2 separate regions of the Mus musculus genome follow, and region 2 is linked to region 1. The links are chromatin contacts, called in public Hi-C maps. All regions are on one chromosome and are shown on one strand. The core of a region is the stretch at or near the end of the contact, and the rest is flanking DNA. Distances in the headings are between cores, read along the strand shown. Region 1 has its middle 81 kb from the start of Gm24255. Region 2 overlaps 5730522E02Rik (RIKEN cDNA 5730522E02 gene).

Region 1 (5,224 bases), core at 1,372-3,871:
CTTCCTCCTCTCAAGTGATCAAGCAGTTTACAGCCCTAGAGATTTGTCCTGGAGACATATGCCTGAGAAACGTGATGGGATGAGCAATAGGTACTTTCCTTTTTTTTTTTTTTTTTTTGACATTGATTGAGAGTGGAATTTCATTCAGCTTGTGGGAAGAGTCCTGACTTTGGAAAACCTACCATTGTGCTTACAGATATACAACTACAAGGATTTTGAGGTCAAGATCGGTGCCTAACCCATCTGTGTTTCAATCCACTGTGCCCAAAAGCATAGTTAAATGAATGTTAAATGAATGGATAGGGAAGGCAACTCATAAAATGATGGGGAAAAAGTGGACTTAGCGTACTATCTAAGACTCCCTTTAATTTTGAAATAATCTCATCTCTTAAATCTTTAAAAGTTCAAAGTAAATATAGAACTCTACAGTGAGAAAATTAGCCTGCAAGGTTTCATCAAAGAGGAGGAGGTGCTTTTCAGTAGGACTAGAGCTAGGGAAAGGGGAGTTGGTGGTTTAGCTGTGACCACCTTCATTTTGAGACCTCTGTTAAATATTCAAAGAGAAGTACTGGGTAGACACCCAGAGACAAGATTCCAGGAGTCAGGGGAGAGATCAAGGTCAGAGATAATGAGCTGAGATGCCAAGCCCAGGTCATCTGTAGCATGAATTTGGATGTGATGTGTAGAGCAAAAAGATGAGGAAATTCAACTAGTACATAGAATTTGGAGGTTAAAAAAAAAAACAAAACATTAGTACCAGTCTTTAAAGTAAGAGAGATAATGTTCAGATACCGAAGCATAGGAAGTTTCAAGAAAGAAATGGTGATCAGCCATGTCAAGAGAGGTGGAATCATCAGGCAAGTCTGAGTACTTAGCAATGTGAATAAAGTATGTTTCTGCAATTTAGATCACTTCTGTTGACTTCTGAAATAGAGTGCTTATGACTTCCTTTTTAGTCCATTTCAACATCACTGTGGTTCCATGTAGCTTATGTCACTCTGTAACACAGACTTGCTGGAAGTTTCCTGAACTTCCAGGACTGGAAGTCCTCTGTCTTCTTGTTACCAAGATTCTCTCTGTCTCCAGAAGTTACTATTAAAATGTAGATCTTTCTCTAATAATTGTTTAAATGTTATTTTCTCTGTTCTATTCAACTGACTTGGCCCTCTGGACAATACATCCCTGGCATCTCTGTTTGTCTTCACTCCGTACAACATTTCTCCATCAGTCATTCTACAACAGCATATTCACAACAACCATAGGTGTGATCGATCAACTCCAGATTTTCTCTTAACTTGAGGCAAATAGCAGGCACTCAGATACTTGTTGGATAATTACGTAATCATTGTAAGGGTGTTCTTAGCTCTCTTTCTTTGAGGTTGACAAAATTCATTTTATTTTTCTTTTCTTTTTTCTGCCTAGCTACTTATAATATAATAATAGACCAGTATCTCTAAATAGTGTGCAAGGATTTTAATACTTAGATTATTCCAAATGATCTCCTCTGTCCAACACTATGTACAGTACAAGGTACATTCAGAGATGAAAAATATGCATCAGGTATCCAATGGTAGTGCAAGGTGCTGTTGCCAAAAGCTGGAACCCAGTTTCCTCTTAAGTCAGCCACATAAACACCCATTAATTTTTAAATGATTTTATTTGGTTGATGGAGGATTACATTTCTAAATCACATAGTTTAGATTTCCTATTACACGCTCCTTGTGGATCATGTTCGTGTTCACAGGGCTACGGAAAGGATGCTAAGATGGGAAGCAGCCAGTTTTCATTTTCTCTGTTCTTGTTTGAAGAACCAAAACCGTTAAAGGGATAAAGCCCTGAGAAGTGCCTGTTCCAGGTTAATTGTCTTAAATTGCTCATTTAAAGCACCATTATAATACAGCAAAGCCAGTTAATCTACTTGGAAGCTTCCTTTTTTACTTTTTTTTTTTTTTTTATGACTGTAGCTACATTTGGTGAAATGGCACCTTTGGCAAAAACCCAAATTGGATAAAATTGCCATTTTCCTTGAAAGCTTGAAAGAATAACACGTGTTTTGCAAATCATTTTAAATCATGTGGGTCTCCATCATGAGCTGCTGTTTGTTCCCGCTCTGCAATTCACTCTCCAGAATCTTGGTTTTGATTTGATTAAATTCCCTTTGCCTTGCTGAAATGAGTAAATGGTGTTTTTTTTTGGGGGGGGGGGGTGGGAGTAATACACAGTTGAGAAAGAAGTTGCAGGGGGAACTTGCAAGAGGAACCATGGCAATATTTTTAAATATCATAACTATATAGAAAGTGATGTGTCCCCACACTGACACTTGTGCACAACGTTCAGCTCATGCATGGTACCTCTATTATTGGAAACACTGGAACTTGAGAGCCTCTTCAGTGTCGACATAACTAGCAGGTGCCGCGATCATAATCCTAAAAACATTCACTTATTAATCAGTGCACATAATTCATCTCTAATGCTGTCAATTTAAGATGGCAACCTGATTTTTTTTAAGAGTGGGGAGGAGGGTCAACAATTTAATGAATCTCGTCTGCATTTTAATTCCAACCTAGTAACCCGCCTCCGGCTTTGCTCTTCCTCCCTCCCTCCCTCCCTCCCTCGGTGAGCTTTTCTTGGGATCCTGTTCTGAAGCTGTGAAGCACAATGGGATATTTACCTTCTTGCTCAGTTACACATTAGGATATGGGAAACAGCAAGATAACCAGAACACTCGTCTCAATCCTCCCAGGACTAGTGTTAACCTGTCACCAGCCCTCACTGGCAGCATCCTGAAATCCCCTACTGTCCACAGGCTCTCCTCTACTGCCCCTCCCCCACTCTGACACCGCACTGCTTTCCAGGTTCCTTTTATTAAGCACCGCTGGGACCTAGAGTCAGAAATATTCAGTTGTGTTGACATAGTTAAAATAAATAAATACAACCCATTGCCAGAAATATTAAAAAATTCGTCTAAATGTGCTCCTGTCAGAGAGGATCCATTTTTATCCAAACAAGGAAAAACCAGTGGCTCCAGGATGCATTAGATAGAGAGGCTCCTTCTAGTCGTTCAGTCCTTCATTCATTCACGACTTCATTCATTTCCTTATGAAAAGCAACCCAGCACTGCTTCCTACCATGTCAAATGTAAACAGAATAGACTTTGTTATTAGGAGAGATGTGACTCCAAGTGTCTGAGCTGCAGAGTGACAGCCAGCTCCTCTCTGAATTTCAGGCAGGCTCTGTCACTTGCCTTGACAATGAAAGAAGTTAATATATTCATGACATTACCGCACATGCATTCGCAATTCACAGCATATTGTATTGTTTACCCCTGTTCTTTTGTACTACTGCATGTAGTAATTTGCCTTCTAGTAACAGAAAAATTCCTCAACTTAAAGTCTTACCCTCATTTTATTTACCCTTAACAGAAAGACCCTGCTTCCTGGTCCATCCATGGTGGTGAGAGCACCTTTCTGCAGCACTGCAAACAGATAAATGCCAGATTTTACATTTCGATCGGATGTGTCTACAGTTATCTCCTAATTCATATTCCTCATCTTCTGCCTCCCAGGCCTTTGCCAGGCTGCCCTTCTCTGTGTTCTTAGCACTCTCAGCCCTCGATGGGCAGCTCTCAGAGAGGACATGGTAGCGGATAGAGAACCAGCTGAAAGATGCTGAGGTCTTCATAGCTTTCCTGCTAGTATGGTCAATTCTGGCGAAAGTGAACAGCATCAGGAAGTTCCTCCCTCATTAGCTATTCTCAGAGTTCTCACCACTCTCTCTCTCTCTCTCTCTCTCTCTCTCTCTCTCTCTCTCTCTCTCTCTTTGTATCCACAAGAATCTTGTTTGGTGTGTCCACCATTCCCAATGGACTGGGTACACTCCTAACAAGGAAGAATTCTCACCATTCACTTAAAACTTATTTCTATCAGTGTTTACAACACACTGATTACTCAGCCTCCTAAGCCTAATTTATTTATTCTGATGGGATACTGACTTGAAATGATGACAAACGTTGAGACAGATGGCTTTGCTTTGATGAGAACTGGGTAGATTGAGTTATTCTGCTGTGTTCAGATACGGCACTATTGTTAAGAATTTTGCAGTTGAAGGACTAGAACTGAAGCATCCTTTGTTGGCTGAGGGTTGCTTCTTGGAGAATGGCAGGAGGAGGTAGACCATCTGGGTTAGTAAGACACAATGGCAGTTCCATTTTCTCACACTGATGTGCTGTCTGCCTTTCCATACATGCCACAAAACTCCTGGGTTTAGAGTCTGGGCTGGGCCACTCAGTGCAACATCTGTCTTGCCTTTAACTAACAGTAATTTTTCAAATACACTATGTTAAGTGTCCTCAAGTCAGCCTAGGCCCAGATGAACATTGAAGCCTTTTCTTAGACTGGGCACAATCTGCCTGCGATGTAAAAGCATCCCCTGTTGTTTCAGGGAGAAAGCATTTGGTTGTCCTTTACATGTAAATGCTTTCACACTTAGAAATTGTAATTGAATTCCATTCTCTCCAAACCTGCTGCTCTGTCAGTAGGCTACCCAGTCCGGTGCTTACTTATGTAAACTCTAGTTCCTCCATGGTCTTTACTTATTGTTTCATACATCTGTCTACCCTATTCATTACAAGCTCACATTAGGTGGAAACTTTGATAAACTCTTGTTAAACATAAAACAGGTGCTCTAGAGTAGAGGGTCTCATTGTCACTTGTCTTAGAAGGGACCCCTGGAAATAGAGTTTACAGTGCTTAAGGCTGGGTTGCAACACAAAGAAAGTTAGGCAGCATAAGTGCAAAAAGTTATGGTGAAGAGTGGAAAGCGCCCCAAGTGAGTGTTGCCAGGATTGAATTTGTGACAGGGATGATTATCTCATATCTCTAATCTTGATTCCATTATGCTAAAAATGGGGGTAAAATTGTAAACACCTGTTTCTGAGAGGATTATGAATTTGTATACATAAAAGCCTTGAGCAAAACCAGGGCATAGTCCAAGTAATGCTTATATTACTACTGGTGGTTAACACTGTTATGTCCAGGATGTTTTTGGAAATCCAAAAATCATTAACAAATAAATATTGCCAAATTTTTTTTTGTTATGACCCAGATAGTTTATAAGAAAATAAATATAATTTGAACCAAAATATCACTTACTTTATATACAATATATGTGTATATTTATATATGTATATATAAGTATATATACATATATATAATTGTATTGGTTT
Region 2 (5,246 bases), core at 1,360-3,859, 700 kb before region 1:
ACATTCTGTGTACCGGCTGTGGGAGGATCCTGCCTTCACGTTAGCAACCTAGAGGGTGAATGGACCCTCCTCCGCCTTCCTTTCTAATTTCATAAAAATGATGGATGTCGTCAAGCAGGGATTCTCTTAAGGATCTTATTTGTCTTAAAATATGGAACCTTTGATTCATCACAAAGATGAACCACCCTGGTGTACAGGATGGCTCCTGTTTTTAAAAAAAGGAGAAAAATAATTATTTACTATTAGAATATGCCTGGAGGACAAATCTGCCTAATATGTAATTGTTTTCAAATGTTTATCATATTCCAAGTCGTTAATTATATACTTCCATATTATATCGAAAAGAACAAAATCTGAAACTATTCTTAAAATGGATATATTGTGGTCAGATCACTGTCATGACATGCAAATGCTCAGCCCTAAAATACTGGATGAAACTTTTTATTATGAGATAGGGGCAGTTTTATTAAATTTCGTTTGGATTTTCTTTGATTGCTTGTCCAGGAGAGTTTAACGCATGCTGTTTATACAAGTGAAGACTGACTGGATCACCCATCCCCATTTAGTGTTATTAGAAGCCTTGTTGTTGCAGGGTACAAGATTTGACTCCTATAGAGCCTACAAGGCCAGTTGTTGGGCTGTAGCATTTGATTACAATATAGATTAATAATGTGTCCATCACAGATACATCATGCACTAAGAGATAAAGAACATCTGATACTGAGAAATAAAATCTGCCTTCGGTAAATTACATAGAAAAATTACACAGTACATTTAAATTACCATTTGCTTAGCAACGTGCCCTTGTAGCCATTCCAGTGGGGCTATAAAATGATCGATTTACTTTAATTTTCTACTGAATCCTAAAAAAAAAAAAATAAAAAATGGCTATCAGTAACCTATCCCTTCATCATAGCATGCTGATTCACTCTGTGTATTAAATTTACTGGCAAGAAGCAAGACGTTAACAAAAAGTAACAGATAATGTGAACATTTCATGCATAATCTGTAATATGAGATATGTATTAATAGGGAAATTATGATGCATTCAATTATTCTGAAATGCCTTCCAGAGATGTTTTGATTTGGCTGCGCTGGGATAGTAGCAGCACAGCAGGGAGCGTCTCAAGTGATGAATAACCTAATCTCCTAATCTCAAAATGGGCACTGTTCACAGCTAGCCAGGGAGAGGCTAGTGGGAGAAACTGCACTTTGCAGGCACTGCCACTAAGATGAATCTAGCAAAAATAACGATTCTTACAACAACAACAACAACAACAACAGAAGCAGCAGCAGCAACAACAGCAACAACAACACAGCCAGCAGTGCATCTTGCCTCCTTGCAACCTAGCCTTCTCAAAATTAAGAAACGAAATGCACATTTGTAATGAGCACTCTTTCGTCCCTTGTGGTTGCTCCAGTCTATATTCTGAGTGGCACCTCTCCACTCTCCACTGCAAAACTTAGAAGACAAAAGGCTATAAAAAACGATGGCACTCACATTAGTGCTGTTAGGACTTGGGTGTTTATGAGACATTATGCATGCACAAGAACCCGTACTAATTTGCCACGTTTCGTGCACACCTGGGATGATCTTTTCCACGTACACATTTGTTCTCCCCTCTCCCCAATGTCTGAAGAAAGCCCATCACAAGAAACTGTTCATTTTCTAGCGTAAGCCCTGGGCTCTATAAGACTTCCTGGGTGTAATTAAGCGGCTGCGTTTACTTCTTGGTGTGGGGAACAATGGTCTGACTCCTTGAAGAGGTCAAGCGGGATTTATTTTATTGTGTACAGAGTCGGAGCAGTGGAGGATGTGTCATCACAGTACGTGGACATTCCTTTGCCATTTCTGTGCACACATCCATCCATCCCCAATGTCAGGTCTAGATTGTAAATTAATTTTTCCTCTCTGATTTACTCCTTTCTGGAGATCATTGCTACAATACTATTAGGTAATACTCTGCTGCAAGGAAAATAAGTCCCGAGAAAAATATGCAGTGTGTGTATGCCTTCCCCCGCCCTCAAATTACTTGATTGCAGCAGGTTCACTTTTTGATTAATGCAATTTTGCATAAGGTAATATGACACGAGTGTATTGCTTTTCAGTAATTATTCAGTGGAGTTAATATGGCAGACTTCTTGAAGAAAAATTAGTACCATGGCGTCTCATTTCTCTAAATCCCCAGCACTGTTCAGTAGGGTAACAATAATAATTATGTATAAATAAATAAATTTCTTTTATCAATGTTCACTTGGATCGGAAACAACGGGCAGCTTCCTCCCCAACCAGAGCTCTAGCGGCTATACTTTTTAATTAGCAGTGTTCCAAGGGGCAGGGATGAGTCCAAGCGCAGCTTTGTCATGCTGCAGTTTGGGAGACTGACACAGTGGTTTTTATAACAAGGATCTTTGCAGTCTAATCATCGTGTGAAATTATGTGCGCATGTTGCCTTTCTCTTTCCCGGCTACCTTTGGATTAGAGCCTAAAACCAAGAAGCAAAGGCAGTAGACTGCTCTTGCAAAGCAGCCTGCTCTCCTTTAGGTCTGGTTTCATGTGAGCAACACTTCAACCCGGCAAGACACTGTTCTGTTTAACTAGCCCTTGCTCACGGGTCCCAAGCCTGCTATTACATTTCCTTGCCCGTGATACATGCTTCACAGTGCGCTCTTCTCGCTAATCATGGTTTAGCAAACAAGGAAGGAGAGGGCCCCATTTTATGAAACTTTCTGATGAGTGATGTTCAGTTTATTTCAGTCTTTAGTGTACTAGAATGTACAATTGCTCTAAAGATAAATAAAAGATTCAGCCGAGTGCCACTGGAGAGCCGCGCAGCATGTCTCTGGCATGGCTTGAGACTTATCTGATTTGGATTTGTATACCTCATGGGGAATGGCAAAATATTGGAACAGACGGCTTGATATTTCCGAAGAATATAGTGGGCTTTATTAGCACCAGTTTCACTCCCTGACTGACGGCTTTTTCAAATTTTTTATCTTATTAATCCGTGCTACTGTATGTAAATGTTATTCCTCTCTGCATAAGGGAGGCAACCAGCGATTTGTAATAAATGCCTATGAGTGCCTGAGGCTACACTTAAACTTTAAAACATCTATTATTAAGTTGCAAAAAACCACTGTAATGGCCAATAGTGACCTCACAGGAATTTTAAACTGTGGTCTGCTCTTCTGCATTAAAAACAAAACAAAAAAAAAATTGCCTCCAGTTAGAATTATGAGCAACGCTATTTTAACAGCTGCATTTTGATTATTAAAGTGTGTTTTACAACTGAATTACAATGCTTTTATGGACTCTAGGTATAAGATTTTAAAAGGTCATTAAACATAGTCGGGTTTTGTCACAGTGGGTGTCACTGTGTACAATGGACACTACACAATCTATTTTATGTCACCACACTTAGGATTTCAAATAGGATTCAAGAACATTGTAGTTTGTTTAACCATTTAGATGGCTACAGACCTCTCAAAGACAGTGACAGTTTGCAGTTGGAGATGACTACTTCCATTATTATTTTATTAATTTGACAAGAAGTCCTACAGATTTTCAGTGTATCACTGATCCATTTGTCCCAGAAATAATTAAAATCGCAGCCTGGAGCAACAGACAACAGATCCACTCTGGCAAATTAATGTTCAAAAATACATCACTTGTACTGTAGCCAACTCTTTAGTCCTGTGACACTTGTCCATTTTCTCCCTCTGATCATATGTGGGCTCGGTGACAATAGATATTGACCTCAAGTGTAGATTTTCCAAATGCAGGGTCTTACACGCATTGATCCATTATGTCGTGTGCTGGATACTGTATGCAATGTTTACATCTCTAGACACAGAATCCAGAATGGAGTTGCAGAGATTTCTCAGGACCCCCACAGGCAGCTCAGCAAAGCAGCAAACATGAACTTCAGTTTGCCTGGACCCTGCCCGCTAAGCTACTTCCCTGTCAATTTTTAATTTTCTTTTCATTAATTTAGCATCATTGTATGCCTATGCTGGAGTCTGTGCCATTGGTGGCACTGGTTTCTGGGCGCCTGCTTGTCGATGGGGACATGGGGATGGGGTGTGATAAGGAACACAGAATCCTCCAAATATTTGACAGAATGTCACAAAGGATTGTATTTGCATGTACTCGGCTGGTAGGACATGATGATTAGTGTGCGGTGCGTTGCTGGCTCTGCGTATTCAGCTCAGACGGCTCAGATCGTCTACATAGCTTTGAATAGTGTATATGTACTTTGAACATATCTGTGACGAGCAAAGCTGTCACTCTGTTGAAAAAAAAAATGTAGCTGCAGAATTGACAATACCAGTTTAATTTTTTTTAAAAAAGGAGGACATCTCCTAAATAATTATTATCATGCTAATAGCATTTGTATTCTTTTGTGTATAATTAAGATCTGCCTGTCTAAGCATGAAATGGAGTTGAGATCATGAATGAGGGTGCTATCCTTAACCTATTTAGTAAATCAGTTTTAATTTGGCTTTCTTTAGGTAGAATCATAACAAGAGTCTGTTGTATAAAAAAAGAATCTACAGTTTATGGCAGTAAACAGTCATAGAAATATAATATTTAGCAAAACTCCCCATGAAATTAAGGAAGCCCCTCTTGTGAACACTATGTTGAATAAAAAACAATTCAACAATTATAGATATCTCTTATCTTATTAACCCTTTGTTTCTCAGAGTGATAAATGCTGGAGCTGTTCTTCTTCTGACCTCTTTAGTTTGGGGATGTGATTCTTTTTTCTTTTTAGGTAATAGAAATTAGTTTGATATTCATATTCCACTTACTTCCAAGAGAATTTGAGGCAGAAAATAGGCTAAAATACAGTGGAAAAAGAAGGCATTTCAGTTTAGAGCATAACAGGTTATGTAATTTAATAATCACAAACTGGTTTGGAATACTGTGCTGTTTTGTTCTCTTAGAAATAGTAATATCTGTTTTTGGTGCTTTTCCCCCCCCTTCTGTAATTTCATGGTTAATACCTAGGCAGGCAATTATGCTAAAAGAAATTATCCTTGTCGTTTGGCAAGAGGTATTTCTTTATCTTCAGGGTACTCAGGCTTCTTAAACCTATCCCTTCTCCTCCCCAACTCGAGTGTGAGCATTTGCATGCTGTGATTTATAAGGTGATCAGAAAACACCTCTATTTATCAATTATGAGGGAGCATAGGCTGCTTGGAACTGATCAAGCAGCCTCCTTGGCGAGAGGACCCTCTGAGGG

The links. A called contact is a pair of places that touch in the nucleus more often than the background predicts.
Region 2: a contact with region 1 is called in a Hi-C map of forebrain, with 4 times the contacts expected there. The contact joins two enhancer-like sites. A contact is called at or near these places in 12 of 484 Hi-C or Micro-C datasets (the G1E-ER4 cell line, cerebral cortex, differentiating embryonic stem cells and 4 more).

What each region holds. Positions count from the first base shown.
Region 1 is chr11:25,154,823-25,160,046 of GRCm38.p6, reverse strand. No RefSeq gene overlaps it. Among named protein-coding and RNA genes, the nearest start is that of Gm24255, 81 kb to the left of the region's middle. Within about 2 kb of position 2,621, at least 16 of the 459 cell types and tissues checked have an H3K27ac peak or open chromatin away from gene starts, as enhancers often do. A contact at or near this core is called in forebrain, where this site is marked.
Region 2 is chr11:25,853,289-25,858,534 of GRCm38.p6, reverse strand. All of the region lies in intron 2 of 5730522E02Rik (RIKEN cDNA 5730522E02 gene), which reads left to right. Among named protein-coding and RNA genes, the nearest start is that of Gm51856, 72 kb to the right of the region's middle. Within about 2 kb of position 2,609, at least 26 of the 459 cell types and tissues checked have an H3K27ac peak or open chromatin away from gene starts, as enhancers often do. A contact at or near this core is called in forebrain, where this site is marked.